Regions from separate parts of the Canis lupus genome. Here region 1 is linked to region 2. Evidence: chromatin contacts called from public Hi-C data. All regions are on one chromosome and are shown on one strand. Each heading gives the region's core, a stretch centred on a gene start, on an enhancer-like site or on the middle of the called end of the contact. The rest is flanking DNA. Distances are from core to core; before and after follow the strand shown.

What was found. Hi-C and Micro-C count contacts between places; a contact is called where the count stands out from the background.
Region 1: a contact with region 2 is called in a Hi-C map of blood, with 9 times the contacts expected there. The contact joins the promoter of IMP3 here to the promoter of PPCDC in region 2. A contact is called at or near these places in 3 of 9 Hi-C or Micro-C datasets (amygdala and blood).

The regions. Positions count from the first base shown.
Region 1 is chr30:38,869,214-38,873,203 of UU_Cfam_GSD_1.0, forward strand. It overlaps IMP3 (U3 small nucleolar ribonucleoprotein protein IMP3), which reads right to left and starts at 2,031. Exons shown (of 1, transcript XM_038581045.1): 1 at 1,163-2,031. The coding sequence starts at 1,950. The coding sequence ends at 1,396.
Region 2 is chr30:38,474,429-38,478,681 of UU_Cfam_GSD_1.0, forward strand. PPCDC (phosphopantothenoylcysteine decarboxylase) reads left to right here and starts at 1,963. Exons shown (of 6, transcript XM_038581024.1): 1 at 1,963-1,992; 2 at 1,994-2,098. The coding sequence starts at 1,963.

The sequences.
Region 1 (3,990 bases), core at 781-3,280, 390 kb after region 2:
ACCTCAATCTTGGGACAAAGTTCTTGTTCCATTTCCCAAACTGAAGACAGGGATACCACCACCTACCTTGCAAGGTTGTTAGGAAGATAAGAAGGCAACCTAGCACAGGGAGGGTGGGTCTCAGTGAGCACTAAGCCTTGGAAGTTCAGAGCCTGCTTCTTGTTCAAACCTTTAGGGACACCTGGGTGGCTCAGCAGTTAAAGTGCCCGCCTTCAGCCCAGGGTGTGGCCCTGGAGTCCTGGGATCAAGTCCATCCCAGCATGGAGCCTGCTTCTCCCTCTGCCTCTCTCATGAATAAATAAATAGAAAATCTTTAAAAAACAAACACCTTTATACAGGACCTTGTTGGGGACCGATCCTATTGCTTGGTGCTGCTTCTCTGCTGATTTGGAAACTCGAATTCAGGGATTCTCTCTAAACCCCTACATATGCCAGCGTTGACAGCCTCTTAAAGGGAGCCCGATGCCAGCTCCGCCACTTATTGGCTATGCAATCTTGGGGCAGTTTGACCCATCTCTGCCTCAGTTCCCTCATCTGAAAAGTAGAGGATAATTGGATTCCCCACTTCATAGCATGTTGGGAGGATTAAACAGATTAATCCATGTAACGCACTTCCAACTGTGCCTGACACACAGCAGACGCATTTGCTATTAACATCTCCAGTGTCCCCTTCCCGTATTTCTCTAGCAAATGCATAAGTCTTGGCACTCTATACTTAGTCTCCTCGTCTAAGTCTTGGGTAAAAAGAGGTAACCTCCCCCTTCTCCAGTTCCCCACCGCGAAGAACATGCTTCCAGGAACCCCCTGGGCCACTTCTAACCGCTAGCTGGCCAAGCTACAGGGTGATTATTTCCTTGGGCGAGCCAAGAGCAAACACTGCAGCCCTCTAACACGGTTACTTCCTGGGGCTGGAATATCCACAGGAAGTCCTGTGGGGAAGAGCTCGGCCAAGACAGTCATTCCGAGCAAGGGATTAGTGCCCTGACGAATCTGCCGCAACCTCCGCAGGCGCCCTCCCCACCCCCCACCCCCCACCCCGGGGGCCGGCCTCGCTCACGGGCAGGTCGCTAACTCCGCTCTTCCCTACTGGGTTCTCGAGCCCAGGAGCCCAGATGTGAACCCAGATGTGAGCCCGTACGAGAAAGCCAGACAGACACAAAGGTGCACGCTCCGAGCGGCTGGCCCCTTTACTGGCATTGGGACGGCTCCTCTCCGCGCGCGAGGGCGCACAGCGCACTAACCCATGCCCGCCCTCGCCCCGCATCTGTGCAAACTCGAGCTCGAATTCTCCAGGGTCCGTGCGCCGCTTAACCCCGAACAAGAGCGAGTACTCGAATCAAAAGGGGTCGAGCAACGGGAAGGCGTCGGCGGGCGGCGCCCCGGGGAGGGACGGCGCTAGGCCTCCAGGTCGAAGTCGTCGCGCTCCTCGTTGTACTCCAGCACGTGGCGCCGGATCCGGGACGAGTCCACCCAGGTGACGAAGTCCTCCATGCTGCGCGTGACGAGGAAGGCGGGGTCGGTGACCACGTCGGGGCCCACGCGCACGTGGCCCTGCTCCACGAAGGCCACGGCGGCCTGGAGGTGCTGCGCCATGCGCAGCTTCAGCAGCACGGTGGGCAGGCGGCGGCGGCAGAAGGCCGAGGCGGTGACCGAGTCGCAGAGCGCGAGCGAGCCGCGCGTGGGCACCAGGCCGAGGGCGTACAGCTTGTCCAGCAGCGCGGCCGAGGCGCGCACGCGGAACGGGTCTCGCTCGGGGAGGTCGCGCAGACGCCGCGCCAGCTCGCGCACCGCCCGGCTCAGCTGGTTGTAGCGCGTGTAGTCCTCCCGCCGCTGCAGCCGGTACCGCCGCAGCACGCGCAGCTCGTGCAGGTTGTGGTCGGTGGCCTCCCAGTTCAGGAAGTCCACCTGCTTCAGCAGCTTCTGCTCGTGGAACTTCAGCTTCCGCACCATGATGGCGGCTCCCGGGGCCTCCAAAGCCGACGCCTCGACCGCGCCGCCGAGCGCCCGCGCGACTTCCGCCCAGGCCGGCCCAATGAGAGGACGGCCTCGGGCCACGCCCTCCGCCCCCATTGGTCAGGCCGGAGCCACGCCCCCGCCAGCCACGTCACTATCTCGCGTTGCTTCCCGCGTTGCCGGAAGTAGGGCCGAGGTGCTGGCGGTGGGGCGGCTGGCGCGGCCGCGGCCCGGGCAGGTGCTCTTCCTTTAGACCTTTTTCTTGTTGTTGTTTTAAACCTCCTCGTGGTGTTCAGTCACGAGGACTGTATCCCCAGTGCAGCAGTCGTTCAGTCCCACTCAGACTTATGCCTGTTAGAGTCTCCCAGGTGAGTCCGCTCCGGGAAGCTGAGGTCAGGCCGGGCGGAGACAGGTGCCGGCTGTGCTGGTTCGGCGGGCTGCGCGGCGCTCCCGGTGCTCTCGGTGCTCCCGGCGGTCGCGGTGCTCCCGGTGTCACGGTCCTCCGGTGCTCCCGGCGGTCGCAGTCCTCCCGGTGCTCTCGGTGGCCGCGATGCTCCCGGCGGTCGCGGTCCTCCCGGTGGCCTTGATGCTCCCGGCGGCCGCGGTCCTCCCGGTCCTCCCGGTGGCCTCGATGCTCCTGGCGGCCGCCGGTCCTCCCCGTGCTCGCGGTGGCTGCGATGCTCCCGGCGGTCGCGGTCCTCCCGGTGGCCGCGATGCTCCCGGTGGCCGCGATGCTCCCGGCGGCCGCGGTCCTCCCGGTCCTCCCGGTGGCTTCGATGCTCCCGGCGGCCGCGATGCTCCCGGTGCTCGCAGTCCTCCCGGTCGTCGCGATGCTCCCGATGCTCCCGGCGGTCGCGGTCCTCCCGGTGCTCCCGGTGGCCGCGGTGCTCCAGCTGCTGGGAGCTTCCCGGCGCCGCCCGGTCTAGGGGGGCCCGACGCTGGCGAGCCTGCAGGAACCCCGACTGCCCGGCCGCTTCCTCGCCCTCACAGAGGCCTCCCCGAAAGCTGTATTAGCAGATGTGCCAGGTGACTCATCGAACCTAGCAGGTCCGAGACACCTGGATTCAAGTACACACCCCGAGCTCACTCGAATTAGCCCGACCGGGTGGACTTCTGGTCACCCGGCACCGAGCTGAATACATTCAACGCTCTTCGGCTCCTTCGGTCTGTAAGTCACATACACGAAACCGGTCTGTTTGCCTGGGCCTTTGACGCCATCTAGCTTCCTCGCTGATCATTTTTAGTTTTGTACGGGAGTTTCATTGTCCTTTTAAGTACGATACTTACTATGTGGGAAATGATACATGTCAGTGTAAGTTATACATGTTAAGTTACAAAGTATAATGAGGATACTTAGGAACCCAACAGCCAGCTTAAGAAAAATGTCACCAGGACCACTTCCATCGACCTACTCCGGCCACTTCTCCAGCCAGAGGTAATGGTATCTATGCACCTGGATTTTTGTGTTCATTTTCCCCTTTTGCTTAAAAAGAAAAAAAAAAAGTTTTATCATTGCACATGCATCTCTAAATATGTTGAGAACCTTCTTATTTCAAAGTGGAGCCAGTAGACCGGCACAGAGCTTTTTGGAAATGCAGTATTTTAGGCCGATTCCTGACCCACAGAATGACAGCCACTGCTTAACAAGATTCCCCAGGTAATTTGTATACACGTATACATGCCAATTTTGCAGATATGGTTAAATTAAAGATTTTGAAATGGCGAGAATACGGACACCTGAGTGGGTTCAGCGGTTTAGCGCCGCCTTCAGCGCAGGGCATGATCCTGGAGACCCCGGATCGAGTCCCACATTGGACTCCCTGCATGGAGCCTGCTTCTCCCTCTGCCTGTGTCTCTGCCTCTCTGTGTGTGTCTCTCGAATAAATAAATAAAATATTTGTAAAAAAAGAAATGGTGAGAATATGCTCAGTTATCTGGGTGGGTCTCATGTTGTCGTCAGTGTCCTTATAAGTGAAAGAGGGAGGCAGAGGAATCAGAGGAGATAGATGATGAAAGCAGAAATCTGAATATGTGAGA
Region 2 (4,253 bases), core at 713-3,212:
TGGGAAGGAGCTGGCTGATTGGCTTTCTAGACCTTTCCAGTTGCGAACAGGGCTCCCCGAGGCCTGGAGTAGACTCATTTCTGTTCTGGGCAAGCCTGGCCCTGGCTGAGGCCCTGATGTAGAGCAGAGACTGAAGCAGAGCTGGCAAACGGGGGAGTCTTGCTACCGGGAACTGGCTTGTGCTTAGCTCCTGCTGATTAATCCCTGGGTCTGGGCTTCTGGGAGATCTTTCCAGGTAGGAGTAGGATAATCCAAATATGATCCTTAGCTCATGTGGGTGTGTGCCTGAATCCTGAAGGCAAATACCGGACAAAGCGGTCCTCGGGAACCTAGGGGCCTGTGGAGAGAAGAGGAAGCCCCTATGGGTGTGCAGCCACGGAGGTAGTGATTCACAGATACTTCCGCCTTGGAGTTTGCCTTGGTTTCCCCTCCTGCTGCTGCCTGTTTTGAGTGCATCTTCCAGGACCCTTGTACAGAGAGCGCCCACAGCTGTCTTTCACACGTTGACTCAAGTTTCTACTGGAAGGAGCGTCAGAGATCACCTGGCCCTACCTCTATATTTTTCAGATGAAGAGACAGGTCCAGGGAGGGAAGTACCTGGGGCCAAGGTCACACACCAGCTGAGGAGCACGACAGGGGACAGGGCCCAGGGTTCCTGATGCACCAGCCAGGCTTCTGTGTCAGTGTCCTGTGCCCCACCCTGCTTTAGAAGGTACAGTTGATTATTCCTCCAGCAGTTCAGGACCCACCAGGTGCCTGGATGTTGGCAGTTAGACCTGGTCACACATTCAGGGAACTTGCTGGTGACGGTGGTGGTGGTGGGGAGTGGAGAGGGAGAGGCAAGGAAACAGGAACAAATTGAATCACTAATCACCAGAAAGGTGCATCTCAGAGAAGGGCCCATCTCAAATTATTTCAGTTGTGACTTCTGTCTTCTCGACTCATCTACAGATTCCCTGAAGACAGTGGCATGTCTTCCACAATTCCTTTGCCCAGTGCTAGATGTCATTGGCCCTCAGATAGTTGCTGATGGAGTGGGTGCATTTTGCTGACCCAGCTTGCAGACTGCGGGTTTGGGTGTGTCCATCAGCTATATTATCTTAGACACTCCCTTCTAGCAACATCTTCGGGCCAGAGGAAGAGACCAAGCCCTGGTCCCATGGGGATGGTCAACATCCCCTTTATGCTTGTTTCTTCCTAGGGCTTAGATTTGTAGAGTGGTGTCCAGTTTGATCCACAGGGACAGTGACAGAGGCAAATCTCTCCACTCCCTGGATCACCGAAGTCCTGTTGCCTAGGGTTCACCACCTCTCCGGTGTCCCTGAACCCGTCCCATCCTGCTACTACCTTCAGTCAACCCAGCCTCCTCCCATCTTCATCTCCAGGGCCCCCTCCACACTCGGCACCAGCACTATCTTTCTAACATGAAAACCAGCCCTGGCCCTCACTGCCCTTGACATTGCCCTTGACCTACTGCAGCTTTACCTCCTGCCACCCCCTACCTCCCATCACTACCTCACTACTAAGCTGCTCCTTATTCCCCAAACCCACTACCCTCCTTAGGCCTCCTCACCTTTGTGAGATTATTCCTTCCTGCATAGTTATTTCTTTCTTGCTCTGGGAAACGCACTCATCCTTCAGGACTCAACCTGATGACCATTTTGGGGGGTCTCTGAATTCCTCAGTTACTCCTGGGCAGCCACGGCCCCTGGTACCGACCCTCCTCGCACCCCTGGGCCGTATTACATGGTACTTGACCTCATCAAATTGTGTGCCCCCAGCCGCGGGGACTGCTATCCCCTCAGCAACCCCAGTGTCGTGCCCAGGGTACTCGATACATTGTGGTAGAACGTATGAGTGAAGTGGGTGCCCCTTGTTCTGCTTTTAGATTTGAAGTCCTGACAGAGCCTCGTGGAGGCCAGTCCTGGCAGGCGCCGAGGATTTGAAGCTCTTAGAGCCCACATGGAGCCCAGCACCTCATGTCCGGCCGCCGTCCCCCTTGGTGAAGAGACCATTCCATGTTCTCGTGGGCGTCACTGGGAGTGTTGCAGCCCTGAAGTTGCCTCTTCTGGTGTCTCGGCTATTGGACATTCCTGGCGTGAGTATGCTGATTAGACAGCGTGGTGGTCTCTGATCGTGGAGAGCTGCCGCTCCAGGGGCCAGCCCGTTTTTATGCACTGCACGGGGGTTTTTTGTTAATGGTGGTGCGTGTGGAGGCCCTCCGTGTGCCTGGTGTGCAGGCGATGCAGGAGGCAGTCCAGTATGACCGGGAGCTAGGTGAGAGGGTGTGGATAGAGAATGAGGGGAGACTGGGAAAGAAACACCGCTGAAGGGAGGGTTTGGGTTCCCATGTGCTGACCCTGGTTCCCTGGGGTGCTGGTGTGGGAGGAGGAGCGTCCCCTTGCTGCCCCACCCCCATTTCACCTTGAACACTGTGGCTCTAGTCTCCCTCCTTGTTAGACACCTTGACTGTCCTGTCCGTTCAGATGCGCTGCAACCTCGGGTACCCCCTTGCCTGCAGCTCTGGTTTCAAACTGCTCCTTCAGGTGTTCAGAGATGCCTGTGGGGCACCTCCATTTTGATCAGTTTGATATAGTTATATACGTTTTTATATATTGGGGTTCTGGGGCAGATTCTTCTTCGGGAAAAGTTCAAGGCCTTAAGCGGTGTGAAAGCCAGGAGGTACTGACCTCATTTCCTTGTCTGGTCTCTAAGGTCTGTTGAACTCCCATTGCCTGCATTCCACCTTAATGACCTTTGCTTTGGCCTGTTCCCTGCCAGGCTGTCACTGCCCTCCTGTTCCTCTGCTTCTCTAAGTTCTGCACAAAGACTTTACAAGAAAGCTTTCCTGGCCTGCCTCGGCCCATGTGGCTTTGCTCCTTTCATTTTAAAAACTCAAGTGATGAGGGGCACCTGGCTGGCACAGTGGGTAGAGCATGCAATTCTTGATCTCCGGGTTGTGACTTTGAGCCCCATACCGGGCATAGAATTTACTTAAAAATATATAAATAAAATACCCCAAAACAAAAACAAAAACAAACCCAAACCCCTCATTTGGTGTCTTAAAAACAAACCCAAACCCCTCATTTGGTGTCTTAAAAACCAGTAAAGTGGTAAAAACATATTTTGTTCAGAAAAACTATCACAATAAGGGAAAAGAGACCTCGATGGAGAACTGGGGTGATTCCAAATACAACAGGGAAGAGTAGGGGTTTCTAGTCAAGGAGCAAGTGAAGGGCAGTGGATGGAAAATTTCTAAGAGGAAATACCACAAGTCAGGAGGGTTCTGGCTCAACTGTCCTTCCAGGATTCTTGGTGCGGATAGGCCAAGGTGATCAGTCACCACCTGGGGGTTGTTGAGGGATGAGGAGCCTGATGTGATGTCAAGGCTGAACGGATAGCGAGGGTGGGGGCTACACCCACTGAACAGGAATCTTGCTCTTAAGGACCAGGCCTGAGGATGGGCCTAGTTAAAAAAGTGGCGCAGAGGAGCCTGACTAGAGTTTGGTCTGGGAGAGAATCTGGACCGAGATATGAGGGACCACAGGTCACGTTTGACATTGCCCACGTTGCTGCACAACTTGTGGGGTGCACTGCGCCTTCTGCGGTGGCACGGGTGCACGTTGCCAGGGCGTCCAGCAGGGGGCAGTGCTCGCTTGCAGGTGACCGTGTGGGGACTCCAGGCAGGGGTGAGAACTTTTTTTTTTTTCTTTATAACCCTTACTTTCCGCAAACTTCCCCCTGGGAAGTCACCCTCTCACTGTCCCCCTCATGCTGGGCAAGCGGTGAAGCAGGCAGCCAGGGATGGCAGCGAGTCCAGATGGGGGAAAGGAGGTGAGTCTTGTGGCTGCTGGGCACTGGAGCTGGTGGGCAGTACCACCAGTGGCCTGTCCCCTCTCCCGGAAAGGCCCAGCACTGTTGGTAGGAGTTGGTTAACTGGCCCCGGGAGCTGCAAGGAATTGTTGCAGCCGTGACAGCCTGTGCCCCTCTGGTGGGAGCCAGCCAGGCAGTTCCCTTTTCCCACACCCCCGGAGCAAGTGAGTTTCCGGCCTGAGGGCGCGCGGGGGCGCCTGGGGGCAGGGCATCCTATCCCAGGAAACAGATGGGCAGCCTTAGAGCTGGGGGAAATGGCAACTCCCCCGCGTCCTGCTGCCCTGCAGCCCGCCTTACAGCGCTGAGGGAAGGGTTGCCTGAAGCGGGGAGGCTCTCCAGCCCACCGCAGGCCCTGGCCCTCTGAGGGGGACAGGCCTCGC